Linked DNA regions of Sus scrofa: region 2 is linked to region 1. A link is a contact called in public Hi-C data. All regions are on one chromosome and are shown on one strand. The core of a region is the stretch at or near the end of the contact, and the rest is flanking DNA. Distances in the headings are between cores, read along the strand shown.

Region 1 (3,133 bases), core at 314-2,813:
AACTGCCAACAGCCATGTGAGCAAGCCATCTTGGAAGAATGTCCTACAAACCCAGTCTAGCCTTCAGATGATTGCAGCCCCTGCCAACATCCAAACACATGAGAGACCTGAGCTAGAACAACCAGATAAGCTGCTTCTGAATTCCTGACCCACAGAAACTGTGAGATAATGAATGTTTGCTGTTATAAGCCACTAAATTTTGGTGTAATTTTTTATACAATGAAAGAAAAATAATATGCTCTTTTATTTCCCTAAGTAATAATGACAAGTCCTTATTCTGTGTCACCATTTTAAAAGCATTAAATATCAATGCTCATTTAATCCTCACAACAACCCTATAGAGACCAATCTTAGCCTTTCTTTACACAGGAAGAAATTGAGGCACAGAAAAGCAAGGTAATCTGCCCAATAAAAAACAACTCTCTGAACCCAGGCAACCTTACAGGGACTACTCGTAACTTTTTATACTATACTATCTTCTGTGTGTGTGTGTGTGTGTGTGTGTGTGTGTGTGTGTGTGTGTATTGTGATGCAGAGGCCTTGGTGTACTGTGTGGTATGCACATAGAAAAAGTATGTAAGATATATATCAAACTGTTGACTGCAATTACTCCTGGAGACAAGTAGAACTGGAGAGAGAGAAGGAAAAACAGAAATTCTCATTTTCTTCCTCAACCAATTTCTGTATTGTTTCAAGTTTCATAATAAAAATGATATAATAAAAATGGTGCTGTAGAAGTGAATCTGACTGGTATCCGTGAGGATGCAGTAGGTTCCATCCCTGGCCTTGCCCAGTGGGTTAGGGATCCGACATTGCTATGAGCTATGGTGTACATCTCAGACAAGGCTCAGACCCCACGTTGCTGTGGCTGTGGTATAGGCCAGCAGCGGCAGCTCCAATTCAACCCCTAGCCTGGAAACCTTCCGTATACCGAAGGCACAGACCTAAAAAGAAAAAAAAAAAAAAAGTTATAATGTAATATGTAATTAAAATTTTAACAGAGCTGGTAACAGATGCATGCTGTTCAAAGAAATGAAATGCTAGGGCAAGAATAGGCACATCTGACCAAATGCAAGTAATCAGCCATGGATCCATTTGGGAGTGACCCAGATTGGCCCCTTTTGTGGATGTGCAGGGGGAGGTGAGCTCTTCCAAACCCCTCCGCCTTTAGCCCAGGGTCTCCCCCATTTCCCACAGTCCATGAAGCACGTAGAAGGTATGCTCTCCCTGAACCAAAGAGTTGTCTCCATACACGCCCAGAAGTCCTGCCACCTCTTCCACACGTGGTGCCCACATGCTTGTCAGGATATGACCCATGATGCCTTATCTGGGGACCATGAGTAGGACACTTGGCCAGGAGCCAGGGAAGCTATTCTCAGTCTGGACCTGAGCCTGGTTCGGGAATAGACTGAGGGCAGAGTGTTTGGGGTTTCTCCCCTCGTGACTGGAAGGATCATGCGGCCGGTGTGCTCCCTGACACTGTCCTTGTCCTCACTGTGGGCAAGATATATTTAGCACCTGGCTTGTGCCAGAGTTGTCACTGGAACCTCACCGCCTTGGTGACTCCAGGGCACTAGTCACAGCCTAATCCCATCTATTTTTATAAGCTCAGTCTGTGGAGTGGTGATAAGTGTTATCTTTCTGATGCAAGACAGGATCAGATGGGCTGCCCCAGTGGCCTGTTGCAGTCTGTGCACCAGATGATGAATGGCCTTGAGCTCCTGATATGTGAAAAGTCACACCACCACCTACCCCCTGCCTGATGGCTGTGAGGAGGTAGGAGATTTTCCCAGCTTTAGGAACGAGGCTGTCACACGTGACTGCCAGACATTGATCAATATGGCCACAAAGAAGGCTTTTTCCTCATTGCTAAAGGGAATCAGGGCTTAGATAACAAAATCTCCTAAAAGTCTCCATTGCTTGAGCAACAATCACAGCAGATTGCATTAATCAATCCCAGTGATTTTTTTTTTTCTACTGAACCCTCAAAATATCCACGGGAAACCATCCCTGGAAGCCTCTACTAATCAACACAAGTTCCTCCCTGTGATGAAAACTTTGGGCTGGAGGGACTGAGAAAGACAGAGGTGGAGACTTGATTAGGGAAGAAAGTGCAATGGTGCTGAGTTCAGAGGGGGCAGTAAGGTGAGGAAGCCTGGATTCATCACAAGGGCAGGAGGAATCAGGCTGAACGCTAATGAAGACACTGGGCACAAGACAGAATTAGAAGGACTGCTTTTATTGGGTAACTCTGGGTAAGTCCCTTCGCTACTCCAGTCCTCAAAGTACTGCCTGTAAAGTGGACCAGAAGCCTCTATGACCACTTCTAATTCTGACATCCCACAATTCATGATATTTACTATAGCATGGAGTTCAGTGACTGCCAGGTTCAGTGTCCCTTAGTTTTCAGGGCCATGTGACTGCTGGTGACTCCCCAGTATCCCTTTTCCTTCATTAATAGGACCCCAGTTTTTAGCTGAGCAACTGACCCAATTTCCCAGATACCCAGAAATGTAACTATGTTCTATCCAAAGATTTGTAAGTGACAGTGTCATATGGAATTTGGGGGAACTCTCCTTAAAAAGGAAGAGACCGATGTAATAGATGACATACTCTCTGCCTTCAAGTTGCTTTTACTCTAGTTTGAAAGAGAGAAATGAAACACTGAAACAATTAAAATACAAATGACAAGCGACATACACACTTTTGTCTTTCACCAGTTCTAGATGTTTCATTCAGTGTTCTGGGAGGAAGAAAGCAATTGGAAAAACCTTATTACCCATTTGTACCTGCTGAATTAATCAGATACAAAATTCAACCTCAAGATGCTTCCCACCCAACAAATATATAATGTTGACCTACTATTTTAAAATCATATTTAACAATAAAACACAGATTTTTTTTTTTTTTTGGTTTCTATTGAATTATGGAAGAGTTGACAATATGGAATTTATATTCCCACCTGACAACAACTGGCTGGAGCTGAATAGCAATGCCTCTTTTCACAGGGGCTGTGTTCTCCAGTTACTGACAACTGTCACAATGCATTTTCCTTACATCAAACTATTTTATCCCATCACCTCATTTTATCCCACATGGTCCTGTAGGGCATTGGGAGTTGTGACCCTTCCCC
Region 2 (3,133 bases), core at 405-2,904, 110 kb after region 1:
TGCTTATGTTCATTCACAGATTTACCACCTCAAAAACACGTTTCTCCAACATTCTATACTTTTTTGTTTAGTATCTATTCCATGCAAAGCTCTACATTAAATGCTATTTCACAGTGGATTATATTTATTTTATGCTTACTGACCCTGTACTTTTCCTGTGATCCTAGCATATTGCCAAGAATGACGGTGAACATAACCTATTAGCCCATAAATCCCATGATAACCTCTGGAACTTCCTCATAAATATGTATATCATTGATCTACCAGCTATTTGGTAAACTTTAGAAAGGTTAAGACATATTTGACTCCACGGTTTTACCTCCAAAAACACCAGGGTGGATGCCATATGCTCGAATAGTTTATTTACATCTGAATTATCATTTTGTTCTACAACGTTTTGTGCCTATACCATCACTTGACATACACCATCTGGCTGGGAATCTATGAAAATAATTTAAGTGTCCAGCATCTTATGTGCGATGCCATTGCTGAAGTGTCTCAGAGACACTAGGAAAAAATCATGTGTGAAAGAAAAGATGCCACTAAAAGGAAAGGAAGTCAAAGCTAAGGTTAAAAAAATGATCATAATTTGGAAACTTCCAAAAACCAGTATATCTTCATTTACTAATCAGAAATTAATGGATTTAATTGAGTAATAGGAAAGTCTCTTCATTGTGTAGAACGTATATTAATCAGAATTATCTTGGAAAAGTGGAGCTTCTGCCATATGGTTCAGCAGAGATAAGTTAATACAGGGAACCAGTCATAAAAGTGTTGGAAAAATTGAGAGGCTAAACAAAGGACAATGAGATAACCCAGAAATCCACAACAGCAGGAAGTTGCAATACCATATTATCAAAACCCAGAAGTCAGAGCACCAAGGCAGAAACTGGAAACTCAAAACACCCACTAGGTGTTCCCATCGTGGCTCAGTGGTTAATGAATCCGACTAGGGACCATGAGGTCACGGGTTTGATCCCTGGCCTCACTCCGTGGATTGGGGGTCCAGCATTGCCGTGAGCTGCGGTGTAGTCGCAGACATGGCTCGGATCCCGAGTTGCTGCGGCTCTGGCATAGGCTGGCAGCTATAGCTCCAATTAGACCCCTAGCCTGGGAACCTCCATATGCCATGGGTGCAGCTCTGGAAAAGACCAAACTAACAAACAACAAACAAAACACCCCCTGATGTAATACCCTGGCTTCACCTTTTCTTTTTTCTTCTAGTCTCCCTCCTGGGTTCTACATCTGTGAAAAATAGACAGAAACCAGTTGGCAAGGAAGCTTGGGAAATACAATCTAGAGGGGAAGGCTTGCTGGGATTTAGAGCAGAGCAGAGGAAGCAAATAAGGAATCTCAGACCCAATAAGCAAGTGGATGGCACGGTGCACCAGCAAAGAACTAGAATTCTGCAGTGAAGAGGCTACTTCTCTGCTTGTGGAAGATTGCCCAGTGCCTCCGTCTCTCCAGATATTCACATTTCTTGCCCTTAAAACTAGTCTCTCCCATGAACAGATCCCCACACCAGCCCCAGACCACTTGTACTTCCCACTCCTAATCTCTGTGTGCACCTTGACCAATGTCACTCACATTTCATCATCTTTGTCCATGGAGGTTGATCTAGACTTTGACCAGCTTTGAACTCTATGTGCCTCTTCAACAGCTCTGGACTTTGAGCCAATATCAAGACTGGTGACCTTTGCCCAATCCCATGGATCTGTCTATACTTCCCAATTCCAGTTGTTCTTTCCCAAAATCAGTTTGGGAAGCCATAAATAGATGTTTAAGTCTATTAAAGTCATAATGGTCGCTAAAGTCCTGACTAAAAATGTCATGTACATCTATCGGATATTGGGAAGAGCAAGGAGGGAGGGAGCTAAATCTTCATCTGATGTGGGAGGTTAATATGTAACATTTCAAGTTGATAAATCAGGATGATGGTATATGAGCATATAAATTAGAGACCTGGAAATAAGCACCAAAACTTAAAACAGAAACAAATATGATGTTTTCTTTTGGGCTGTGGGGCTGCAGAGGAAGGGGTAAAACAAGGGTTCATTGCTTTCCATTATAAATACTTCCGTATTTTTTTATTTGTTTTAAACCATTATAGATTCTATACTCAGATTTTGCACTTACTGTTCCCTCTACCTGGAATACTCTTCCTCCAAATCTACATGGTTGTTTCCCTCATTTCCTCTGGGCTTTCCCTGAGCCCCCTATTTAAAATAGTGGCACCCATCTCCCCATTCTGTGCTTTATTTCTCTTCAGATACCACTTATCACTATTGAACATTCTATATAATTTTCTCATTCATTTTTTTCCTTTTCTGTCTGCCTCAATTACAATATAAATCTTCATAAAAGCCAGAGTCTTGTTTTGCTCACTGGTAAATACCAGCACCTAGAACAGTGGCTGGTAGTGTTCAATGACTGTATGAAAAAATTGTGTGTGTGTGATTATGTGAAAAAAAAAATTCAGTGACCAATAATAAGTGTTTTAGAAAAATCCTCACTTCTTTTTTTTTTTTGCTTGTTTGTTCTTACTTTGTGATTTTTCACAGTGAGATAATTCTTGGAAGATAGACTATACCAGAGGTTTTCAAAGTGGGTTACCCTTTTTTACACTTGTCCTTCAGAGGTTCCTTTGAGTTCAACCTAATGAAGCATCAGGATGGTCCAAGACATCATTGGGAAAAAGGAAAGGAGCTTTGCTAGCAGAACACTTCCTCACCCTTAATGTGCAGCCAAGAAAAGAAGCTTTAAAATGAGGGCAAGTTCCCTGAGAAAGGACATAACCAAAAGAACGTAATGTCTTAATGAGTGGTGGGTTTTGTTTGTATTCCTAAAATAAAATTTTCAATTATTTAAATCCAAAGAGTTAAAGAATTAGAGATTAAACAGCCTTGTTAACATACAGGCTGTACCTTTTGAGGACCTTAAATTCATTGCAGTCAATGTGCTCTCATCCAGTTTCTTCTGGAAAGATAAGTAGTTGCTCACAAAGGAATCCATAGATGTTAACAGCATCAAAAATAGCGACTCTCTTCAATGCCTGGAAGGACTTCACCTACAACTTTGTTGGTGTGTTCTCCCACTAATGTGATGGAATCACTGGCACAGTCAAGTAGATAAG

What was found. Hi-C and Micro-C count contacts between places; a contact is called where the count stands out from the background.
Region 2: a contact with region 1 is called in a Hi-C map of liver, with 8 times the contacts expected there. The contact joins two enhancer-like sites. A contact is called at or near these places in 3 of 47 Hi-C or Micro-C datasets (epiblast stem cells, liver and skeletal muscle).

The regions. Positions count from the first base shown.
Region 1 is chr14:103,231,323-103,234,455 of Sscrofa11.1, forward strand. No RefSeq gene overlaps it. Among named protein-coding and RNA genes, the nearest start is that of PPP1R3C, 46 kb to the right of the region's middle. Within about 2 kb of position 1,564, at least 7 of the 83 cell types and tissues checked have an H3K27ac peak or open chromatin away from gene starts, as enhancers often do. A contact at or near this core is called in liver, where this site is marked.
Region 2 is chr14:103,342,552-103,345,684 of Sscrofa11.1, forward strand. No RefSeq gene overlaps it. Among named protein-coding and RNA genes, the nearest start is that of TNKS2, 52 kb to the right of the region's middle. Within about 2 kb of position 1,655, at least 3 of the 83 cell types and tissues checked have an H3K27ac peak or open chromatin away from gene starts, as enhancers often do. A contact at or near this core is called in liver, where this site is marked.